3 separate regions of the Mus musculus genome follow, and all the other regions are linked to region 1. The links are chromatin contacts, called in public HiChIP or PLAC-seq maps. All regions are on one chromosome and are shown on one strand. The core of a region is the stretch at or near the end of the contact, and the rest is flanking DNA. Distances in the headings are between cores, read along the strand shown.

Region 1 (3,442 bases), core at 302-2,801:
TATTTCCTCAAACAAAATATGAACTACTATGAGTAATTACTTGACAATTTTAAAATATATACATTCAGAAAAATCCTCTTGAGGAATTATCATGAATCAAAGCATATCATGGAAGGCAAGTTGCAGAAAGCTTCTCTCTCCTCCGAACACCTTTAGCCTCACTCCTTCCCAAACCAATGACTATTGGACTTTTGACATCATACATTAATTAGAACTATATATAAAATGAATTGATTATATGGCTCTTTGTATCTATGTTCTATGAAACATTATGTTTGAGATGTTTAAATGTAACATTAAAATTATAGTATTTTGTATATGGAGAGATTTTCACATTTTATTATATATAATAATAATAATAATGGAAGAAAACGCAGTTGTCATATAGTTGTCTAAATATTAAATTCCTGGAGGAAGTCACAAGGCAATAAATTATTACATTTGTTTTAATTAATACTCTGCTCAAATAAAAACTTGTATATAACTAAAAGGCATATAAATAACCATGAAAATCTGTCCAACAGAAAACAATGACAGAAAAAAATGATCACAGAAGTTATATATAAACAATTTCCATTAATTATTGAGGCAAATAACCATAACTAACTGAACAGAAAATTAGGACATTGAGCTATATACAGACATAAACTAAAATAAACACATTCCTTTTTATGTGTCAAATTAGCAAATATGTTTAATTCTTCAGACATTTTATAATCTGAATTTTTGCTAAATATTTATGTATAAAGGTATTTCATAATGCTTTAACCAATCTAAATAGTAAGTAGAATATCCCATGGATAATAGAGCACCCTGGAGTCACGAAGCATCTTAATGGATTTGACCATAAAGAGTCAGTCTTTGGGGTTCAATGTAAATCACAACACATGAAGTTTAAAAGACTACATCTTTCACCTTGAGCTCTGTCTGGTAACCTGGCAGCAGGCACCCTTCCTGAAAGCTGTTTGTCAAGGTCTGACCAGCTTTTCAGGTCCCTATCAGTTTTCCCTGATAAAAGACAGTGCTGCCTGGCCTGGGGCAGAGAGCTGTGTTCCCCCATGTAAGGGATTAAAAAAAAAGCACTTGGGAAATAATTCACTTTTTCATTATTTCTTTAAAGGTGTTTGTGAGGGCATTGACCCCAGTGGGGATTCAGGATTAGTCTGACCAGAATCCGGCTCATTCATTAATCAAACAGAGTATAAGTAATTGCTCCAATCTAATCTAAAAACTATAAGTTTCAGTGGAACCACCCAGGTATAAATGTCACTGATTCATTCTCACGGATTCTTAGTCACACATTTATTGTCTATTTCAGTTAATAAAGTAATGACTAATAAACAAATACACTCATTCTTTGAGAGCAAACACCCCACGCTCCCAATGGTACTCCTTAAGCACTTGCTTCCAGGACCCGAGATGAGAATATTTAAGCATTCTCATTTCCTGTTAAGCGATTTTTTAAATAAAGGTGCAGTAATCTGGGATCCAGACAGCTACTGAGATGAATAGCTATGTATTTAGTAAGTGGAATGACTCTGAAGGATGGTATGAGGCCCCAGGCTGGTCTCTGGCAACTCTCCCATTTGCCCTCTTCTCTTCTGTTCTTACACTGCTTTGAAGCTGTGAAGAACTTTTGGATCACATCACTGGCTATTCTCTTCTTATTTAAGTTTCCTCTGACAGTCACTTTGCCTCTATGTTGCTCTTTTATAAATGACAACTTACAGTAAAATAATATCCTAACCTTCACCCTTATCCAGTTAGCAACTGAGCAATTACAAAATTCTCCATGACAAATTATGTACAGAACTCAAAACATATGCTATAATTTGCTACACTCTTTGACTTTATCTGAATTTTAAAAATGCGGAAGTATTTGTGATTTTTATTGTTCAGATTTTTACACTATTTCATGTACAATGTGATTAACATCTGGGGCAGAATCTTTTTATAAATTGCCCAATGTAATATATTTTAATTTTAGCCAAAATATGTATGTGGTAAGTAAATCATTCCACGGTGTGCCAGCCCATCCAGGCCTTAGATTCCTCCTGTGCAAGATTTAATGATCATCCCATAAGTTTCAAATCCCTGTGTCTCTGTGATTGGCTGTATGACATCAGCAACATGAGACAAATTAAATGCCTACTCCTTCGATAAGTGTGGGGACCATGTTATTTATATGGCCCATTACCTTGACCACACCCATTATAATTATATATTTTCAAATTATTCTTGACTTCTTGTTTTGGGGTTTCTTAGCTGAATAAGATATTATTGATACATATCTCTCACCATGAAAATTTATGGTCCTTGCTAGAATCTAGGAGTTTGGATAAAGACTTAGTAGGCCACAGTCTAAATCAGAGAAATCAATTATTTTTCCAAGAAAAGAAAAACACAAAACAAGACAAGACAAAACAAAACAAAACAAAACAAAAAACAATGCAAGAATTAGGCATCACAGTGCTAGCCATAGTGTCTCTAAACTTCTATGTATACACATCTCTTTTAAATTGTATAACATTGCATTAGCCATGTGACACAAATCCTTACTTCCAGCACTATAGAGGCAGCACTATAGCAGTCTTATCTCTGTGAGTTCAAGCCCATCCTAGTTTACGTAGCAAGTACCAGGACAGCCAGGGCTACATAGCATGACCTTGCCTCAAGCAGAACAAAACAAAAATAATTTCACACTATATTGCAATTTATCTTTCACACTATATTTTGGCAATAAAAAGCTTTCAAACAACTTTCCATGCATGATACAGGCCATGGTTTCTTTCACACTTTTTACTTACTTATTTCATAGGAGAATTTTGATATACTATTTGGTGTGTGTGTGTGTGTGTGTGTGTGTGTACCCAAACTATATTTTGGTAAAGAATTTGGTAAAAAAGAAAAAGAACTTGATAGAATGTTTTAAAACTTGAAATCTAAAGTATTTCAGAAATGTAGACATCTACAAAAGATAGACCTTTGTTCCAATGTAAATATTTACTCCATAGGAAAGTTTATACAACAACATGTTTGAGATCCAACATCATCCACATAAAAAGACCTCAACATCCATTCAAGATTAAAATAAAGGTCACAAGAAACCATTCATTTCTTCTACTATAACCATGAGAATGAGCCAAAATGCCTACAGAACCATGTTTTTGTTTTGTTTTGTTTTTTTATAATTTTTTATTACGTATTTTCCTCAATTACATTTCCAATGTTATCCCAAAAGGCGCTCACCCCCCCCCCCACTCTCCTACCCACCCATTTGTTTTTGTTTTGTTTAAGGTCAGTAGGAAACTGAAGCTGCTCAACCACATGGAGAACAACTTGAATTTAAACTCAAGTTGCCAAGCCCCTCTGAGGGAAGGCAGGGAAGAGACAAGCTCTCTGACATCCAGTGGGACGCTGAACAATGGTGGTTGCCACAGAA
Region 2 (3,442 bases), core at 538-3,037, 210 kb after region 1:
GAGTTCCTGGGTCCTGATCACAAACCATAATCTTTCTATCAGGGGCCATTATGAGTTCTGTGAGAGTCATTAGTCATTCAGACTCAGGTCTTGGCAGGCAAGGAGCTTTCCAAATTCATCTCAAGTTCAAATGAGTTTGAAAACTGTGCCACAATGCCATCTTCAGCAGCAGCAAGAAGTCATTGTGATACACACATTGACATGGAGAGAAAATATATGACCACCACCAATAATAACCAAAGTAGGTGAGAAGGATCAGGAAGTGTAGCACATGCTAAAATGACAGCAAGCCACGAGAAAAGACCTTCCCGAAGATGGAGAAAAGCACCGCTTCTTGTCATTTCTGTGGCTACCAAGCTTCCTGCTCCAGATCAAAATACAATGTCTCTCCTCCAGAATGTCAAAGCATATTCAACTATACCCAGTATAAAAGGGTCATTGGAAGTCAAGCAGAATCCCAGCAGAACCCATGGCAGGGCTCACATTTAGAAGAGTAGTGGAAGATAGGCAGGTTTTCTCATCCCTGCTTCACTTCTTTCTCTTAAGAAAGAAAGAAAGAAAGAAAGAAAGAAAGAAAGAAAGAAAGAAAGAAAGAAAGAAAGAAAGAAAGAAAGAAAGAAAGGAAGGAAGGAAGGAAGGAAGGAAGGAAGGGAGAGAGAGAGAGAGAGAAAGAAAGAAAGAAAGAAAGAAAGAAAGAAAGAAAGAAAGAAAGAAAGAAAGAAAGAAAGAAAGAAAGAAAGAAAGGCAGTGTTTGGCAGGCACACCTACCTATCACTTCAGTTTAGCATCATCATCTCTCTGAAATAGCTGATTATCTAAAAAATTTTAGTTAAAAATTTTCAAATGTTCTCCATCAAACGCAACGTTCTGTCAAAAGTTTTAAAGAAGTCCCTTGAAATAAAGGGGGAAGAAGATACCTTCGGTGTTGTTAAATGTCCAGTTGCTCTGCTGTGCTGTGCTAGGAGGGATCACCTCTGCTTCTTCGCTCAGTGCTGCCTTCATTGCTGTGGTAGAGGAGGAAGAACATCTGTCACACGTGAGCTTCGTTTGTCTATGAATGACAGACCCAAAGTGGCTCTTATCCTGGGGTTCCCATCTTCTGTTCTGGTTCTAACTCATTGTTTCCACTGAGATCCAGAACCTGACAAGGGCAGTTCCAGAGTACTTTTTAGCTGTCCCCTTGACAAGAGTACAATTATGGAACAAGGAAATACACTCATTCTCAGGAGAAAGTTCATGTATTTACATAACTCATTTAATCACCACGCACAGCTTACTGTAGGGCAGTAGCTGTTATCAAGTGTGCTTCAATTATGAAAAGTAAACACTTCAGGCTTCTTTGAGAGAGAGAAAAGAGAGAGAGGGAGGGAGGGAGGGAGAGAGAGGGAGAGGGAGGGAGAGAGAGGGAGAGGGAGAGAGAGAGAGGGAGGGAGAGGGAGGGAGAGGGAGAGAGAGGGAGAGGGAGAGGGAGAGGGAGAGGGAGAGGGAGAGGGAGAGGGAGAGGGAGAGGGAGAGGGAGAGGGAGAGGGAGAGGGAGAGGGAGAGGGAGAGGGAGAGGGAGAGGGAGAGGGAGAGGGAGAGGGAGAGGGAGAGGGAGAGAGAGACATGTATTCTCTAAAAACATAATTAATCCACACGTTCCTTGTTTTGATCATTGCCGGGGAACAACTCTGAATCCAGAGAACTAAATCTTCCCATTGTAAGGTGGGACAAAGGTAACAAAAATGGAATTACGCACCTTTGAACAAGAGGCAGACTGCTATCAGAACCCCCAGAGCCATATTCTGAAGCTGCTCAAGTTCTTTCTCTGGTCCTCCTAGACGGAAGGGTGGAGGGTTTTTATTGCACTCTCTGAGTCTTTCTTCCATTTATATTTCACGAAGCGTCATCTGGCTGTTCTTACCAATCCAAAAACTATGTGCTCCTGGCAGCAGCATGAAGCCTGCGGGCACTCGCACACTTGTTTAGGATACCTAGGTTATCTAGAGATGTGATCAAGTTCTCTCTTGAAACACAGGTTTCCTGTCACCTGTGGGCATAATTGTCCATGTCAACGTTCTTAAAATTAAAAAATGAATGCAAATGTGGAAAATTCCCTGCTGCTGTGAACTGAACCACAGCTTTTCTAGTAGACTATGAAGGATCACAGCCAAGATCCCTGCAGAACAGCAGACAAGATAATCTGGTAGGGTCTGTGAAAGTCTCTGATGCTGCCCCGCTTACCTTCCATTATGGCCACTGAAAAAGGTCCTAAGCATATTTTAAAAATACTTTGTTCATATGGTTATAAATAAGAACACAATTTTGGTTTAAAAAAACATGTTTCTTATTTCATTTTTATTTTTGTTAATTAGTTGGATGTGTGATAAAGTTTATTAATTAAATAAAATTACTTCTAATACTATAACATTAACCTTTATGTCATTCTGGCATTTAATGCCTTATAAAGAAATCAGATGAACTGCTAAGCTCTAGGATCAACAGTGCTTAAGTCTGTCCTCATGGTAGGCTGCAGAGAATCAATATATTAATAATATTGAACCTATGTATGGTGGTAATAGCCATTACAAATTTTTCATTGAGGTAGCCTCTAGTTTGGCTAAATCTAATGAGCAGCTAGTCTTAATTGCATACAAACTCAAGGTTTTATTTTTACTGTTGGCCCAGTAATGATTAAAATGAGATTACAAAAGCCCAAATATGTAATTATGCCTATGCCTTTTTGTTTAAACTGTAGGGGTTACTTGTAAATTTTAACTGCCCTAAATAACTTTGAATATGAATATAGTTTGCTGAAGTGGTATGCCTTTCTACCTGGAGTTTTATCTGCTTATATTTTCTGAACCTTGAAAACTTGTTCAAAATTGGTTACCGTGTGAATCATGTCCACCAAGCAAATTAGATTTATCAGAAAAGATCCCTTTCCGTATTTAAATAAGAATTTGGCTTTAGAAATTACACAAGCATGAGCTTGCTGCACTCATTACAGCTTGGGCAATCACTTACCACAAGAGTCATCACTTCAAAGCTAAAGGAATATGTACCACTTGCCTTTCTTGTGTCTGCACACTGTAGCTCTAGTTTTATGATCTTAAAGTACTATTTAGTACATCAATTTCTGGGCATTATTTTTCACAAGAAAATAATAGTTGAATTATAAGTTAAAGAATTGTCTTAGCACCTTGTGGATAATTTCATTCGTAATCAACTAAGGATTAAAATACTATCACAAGTCTTTTGACATTTCTGGAATCTATCTATCTATCTATCTATCTATCTATCTATCTATCTATCTATCTATCTATCTATCTACCTACCTATCATCTACTTATCTACCTATCTATTTATCATCTATCTCTATCTATCTATCTATCTATCTATCTATCTATCTATCTATCTATCTATCTATCTATCTTTGTTCCTTTGTATGAGAGAGCAAGAG
Region 3 (3,442 bases), core at 245-2,744, 170 kb after region 1:
TTGCTATCCCACATTAGCATATCCACTGAGATGCACAGAATAGACAGTTGCATTGTCTGGATACACCTTGTAAGTGGAAAAACAAAGTCACTCCACCACTGTGACCTTTAGGTTCATGCCTAACTTGAGGAAGACTGTCACCGATTGGAGTTTATCCTTTTCAGAGACCTTAAACTAAACACAGTGAAGCCACGTTGCTTAAAATTGCTCTTCTAGCAAGGCATTCTTAGCTCATTTTTGACAGAAACCACAGATCCAGTTTCCACTTGGGTTCTTGCCCTTAAACGTGTAATCTCTAAGTATGCATAGTATGTACTTCATTAGGGTTCCCAACCCCTGTAAGGCGTGTCAAAATAATAATTTAACTGTCGCATCCTGCACAGGAAGCGTCTCAGGGAAATTTGTCTCATTGCAAGTTCAAGAAGAATGTGGGATTGATAACTTTTATTTCCTTATTAAAACGTTCATCTATTGGGAAAGTTTATATATAACTCTTAAATCATCTGGCACTTAAGAAATTAGGGACAATTGGTTAAACAAAATAAAGCAGAGAGAGAGAGAGAGAGAGAGAGAGAGAGAGAGAGAGAGAGAGAGAGAGAGAGAGAGAGAGAGAGAGAGAGAGAAACTTTGCAAATAATGGGATTCCCACATTTGTGCCCCTGCCCACAGAGCTAACTCATTTCAAACAAGAAAACTACCCATAAAACAAACAAAAACCTCTCTAAACTACCCATCTTTAAGCCTGGGAGGCAGGGGCTGCTGGGGAAAGCAGCAGGTGAGAAGTCTGTTGGCAGTTGCTTCCTGGACCTGACCAGGTAGCCTTGGCCCCAGCAGCCCTGCTGGAGCAGGCACATCCCAGAGCCCCCTGGTTGTAAACTGGTCCTTTGCACAAAGGTCTCTAGCAGGCTGAAGCAATCTCTTCCTGCACCACCCTAAGAAAGTAAATCATTATCTATCAGAGATACTGTCCATACCTTTGGGGTTCTAGAACTGCTCAATTTTCAAAAGAAAGTGGGGGCGGGGAGGGGGGGAGAAAACCTTTAAAACTTTTAAAAAGTTTTTTTCAGTAAAATTGATATTAATTCATGCATAACATAAACTAGTCATGAATTTATCGACAAAAAGCAACGTCAACCGACCAAGTCGCACCATCCCGCACTTCCCCAGCCCCGCCAGTGAGAAAGACAGACTCACAGAAGACATCCTCTTAGACTGAGCGCACTTTAACAACTCCATACTTGTCCTATGACAAATGCACCGCGCCTTCCTCCCCCTCTTCTCCTCTTGGGGGCGTCGAGGGCTTACCTAGACAAAGCAGCGTCAAGACCCAAGAGGCAGGGAGCGTCTCCATCCTTCTTTCTCGGTGCAGCTTGCGGAGTGCGCGGCGGCCAGCGGGAGCAAGGTGCCTGTGGCTGAGTTGGAACCGAGCTGATCCAGGTACCAGAGCCCACCAAGTCGCTGTGACTCTGAGCAGCCAGGCAAGTGAGCTGAGCTACTCGGCGCAGCGCAGCGACCTTTATAAGTCTGGGGAGGTGCCTAGGCACGCGAGGACTTACTAGCGGGTTGTCCAGGGTTTCCTAATGCCACCCCCCGGGGGGAGGAGTGGTGGCCAGCGGAGGACTGGCCAGATGTCATCCTCCCTCTCAGGAACACCTGAGAGGAGGGTTTCAGGAATGAATGTCCTTCTAGTGTGGCTACTCCCCAAACTTTTCCATCCTCCTTGTCTTCGGACTCAAGCCCCGAGGAGGTGGGGAGCTTGGACCAGATGGGTTGGTTTGCTCTATGGGGTCATCTGCCGGGTAGTGGGTGGCTTTAGTTGCTGTGGGTGACTGTTGTAGTCAGGGCTGTGTTTCCAGCGCATACTTTTGGAGAGTTGAGTTGCCAACTCAGGCCGGAATAACTCCCTGTTTGGGAACATACTTGAAGCATGTCACTGGCTCCAGAGCTCTCTGCTCCTATTCAAATGCCCGGAAATGCCTTTCACCCTCACGCCTTCCTTCTCAGCCCCTCAGCTTCCAATGTGATTCAGACATTTATCACCTCAAAGTCTAGTAATTATGAAGAAAGCCCTATATTGTTTGTCCGTTCTGTCCTATTTGCTATCTATTGGCAAATTTTTTGAGTTAACAACTCCAAACACTGCCTTAATCCAGCACTCCTTGCTACAACAACTTTCCAGTTCTCTGTGCCTGTCTCAAATGCAAACTTGAATCGGTCCTTATCTGAGCTCGCACTAGTTTGTCAGACAAATTGGCTCACCACCTCACCATTTCTGCTTCTTCGCAGTTTCCTCCCATTGCTGATGGAGTCATACTTGGGGGAAAGGCTGCCTTTTATGAGGAACTAGGCGAATTAGTCTATTTAGCGTGGCTCTCGAGGCCCGGGATGTGTGAGTTCACAGGGATCTTGTCTGGTTTGAGATACCTTTTCCCTTGATTCATAGAATCTAGATTAGGCCCTGCGCTTCTGGTTAAATGACTGTGTATGCTTTGGTTTTTATTTATAAGTCTGGTTTTCATATCTCTACAGACATAGGGGTTTTTCCTCCCTCTGGGTTTTAGTTACATTCCTCTGGAGAGATTAGGAATAGTCAATTTAACACACAAAGAGATTGGGATGGAAAATGGAATCTGAATGATTTTTGCCTAGTACATTTGTTGATTTTCTAGCTCAAAATTAGAAAATGGATTGTTTATAAATTCTTTTTTTCCTGTTATTTTCTCTCCCTTAAGTCAAGGTCTTTGAGTGTCCGCACATTTTGTTGTTGGAAAGCAATACTGCATTCTTTTCGTGGTGAAGACTTAAACATTTGAATGGAAATCCTTGAAAAGCCTGCTCAGTCTTTCTACCCCGGCTCATGATGAAGGAGGCTTAAGACTAGTTAACTATTGGAGAAGATAAGGGGCGTGTTAAGCACAGTGCCTAGAAGGTCAGTGCTCCCTGAAAGTTCCCACTCTTACCTGCAAATGCCCACTCCTAAGGGGTACTTGGTAGTTAATCAATATTTACAAGTCCAGGGAAATCCAGGAACAATAGATTACAGGTAGGCAAGCTTTCTCTGTTGACTCCAATTTGTTGAAAGGGCAGATGGTAAGGAGCTTCACAGTGATTTTTTACGTGTGTGTGTGTGTGTGTGTGTGTGTGTGTCTGTCTGTCTGTCTGTCTGTCTGTGTATCAATGGCTAGAGCTGAGTAATATAACATTGGTAATGGGTTGTAGCTTTGTGGGTCACTTATAGGAGTCATACATTTGGTAAACCAGAATAAGGAAAAAGAGATTTGGTTACAAATTAGAGCTGAAAATAAAAATAGCTCAAGTGCCTGAGGAATAAAAGCAAAAGAGTGGGTCATCAGCTGGAGTCATCAGCCTCCAGCCTCCACGGTGACTTGTGCTACCTGCACAAGTACCCTTGCAATAAGTGAAAGAGAGGAGAGGGGACCTT

What was found. HiChIP or PLAC-seq counts read pairs in DNA pulled down with a chosen protein or histone mark.
Region 2: a contact with region 1 is called in an HNF4G HiChIP or PLAC-seq map of pancreatic cancer cells. The contact joins the promoter of Epgn here to the enhancer-like site in region 1. A contact is called at or near these places in 7 of 39 promoter capture datasets (the 3T3-L1 cell line, 3T3-L1-derived adipocytes, cranial neural crest and 3 more), 2 of 115 datasets of contacts at active chromatin or transcription factors (intestinal villus epithelium and pancreatic cancer cells) and 1 of 9 other capture datasets (adipose tissue).
Region 3: a CTCF HiChIP or PLAC-seq map of the NIH/3T3 cell line shows a contact between it and region 1, with 17 read pairs. The contact joins the promoter of Ereg here to the enhancer-like site in region 1. A contact is called at or near these places in 11 of 39 promoter capture datasets (the 3T3-L1 cell line, 3T3-L1-derived adipocytes, the HPC-7 cell line and 6 more), 1 of 15 datasets of contacts at CTCF or cohesin (the NIH/3T3 cell line) and 2 of 9 other capture datasets (adipose tissue and pancreatic islet).

What each region holds. Positions count from the first base shown.
Region 1 is chr5:91,239,885-91,243,326 of GRCm38.p6, reverse strand. No RefSeq gene overlaps it. Among named protein-coding and RNA genes, the nearest start is that of Gm23092, 24 kb to the right of the region's middle. Within about 2 kb of position 1,551, at least 38 of the 459 cell types and tissues checked have an H3K27ac peak or open chromatin away from gene starts, as enhancers often do. A contact at or near this core is called in the NIH/3T3 cell line and pancreatic cancer cells, where this site is marked.
Region 2 is chr5:91,025,862-91,029,303 of GRCm38.p6, reverse strand. It overlaps Epgn (epithelial mitogen), which reads right to left and starts at 1,787. Exons shown (of 5, transcript NM_053087.2): 1 at 1,739-1,787; 2 at 918-1,004. The coding sequence starts at 1,781.
Region 3 is chr5:91,072,669-91,076,110 of GRCm38.p6, reverse strand. Ereg (epiregulin) reads right to left here and starts at 1,494. Exons shown (of 5, transcript NM_007950.2): 1 at 1,306-1,494. The coding sequence starts at 1,351. Gm19610 (a long non-coding RNA gene) reads left to right here and starts at 1,176. Exons shown (of 3, transcript XR_001784889.2): 1 at 1,176-1,437; 2 at 2,733-2,929.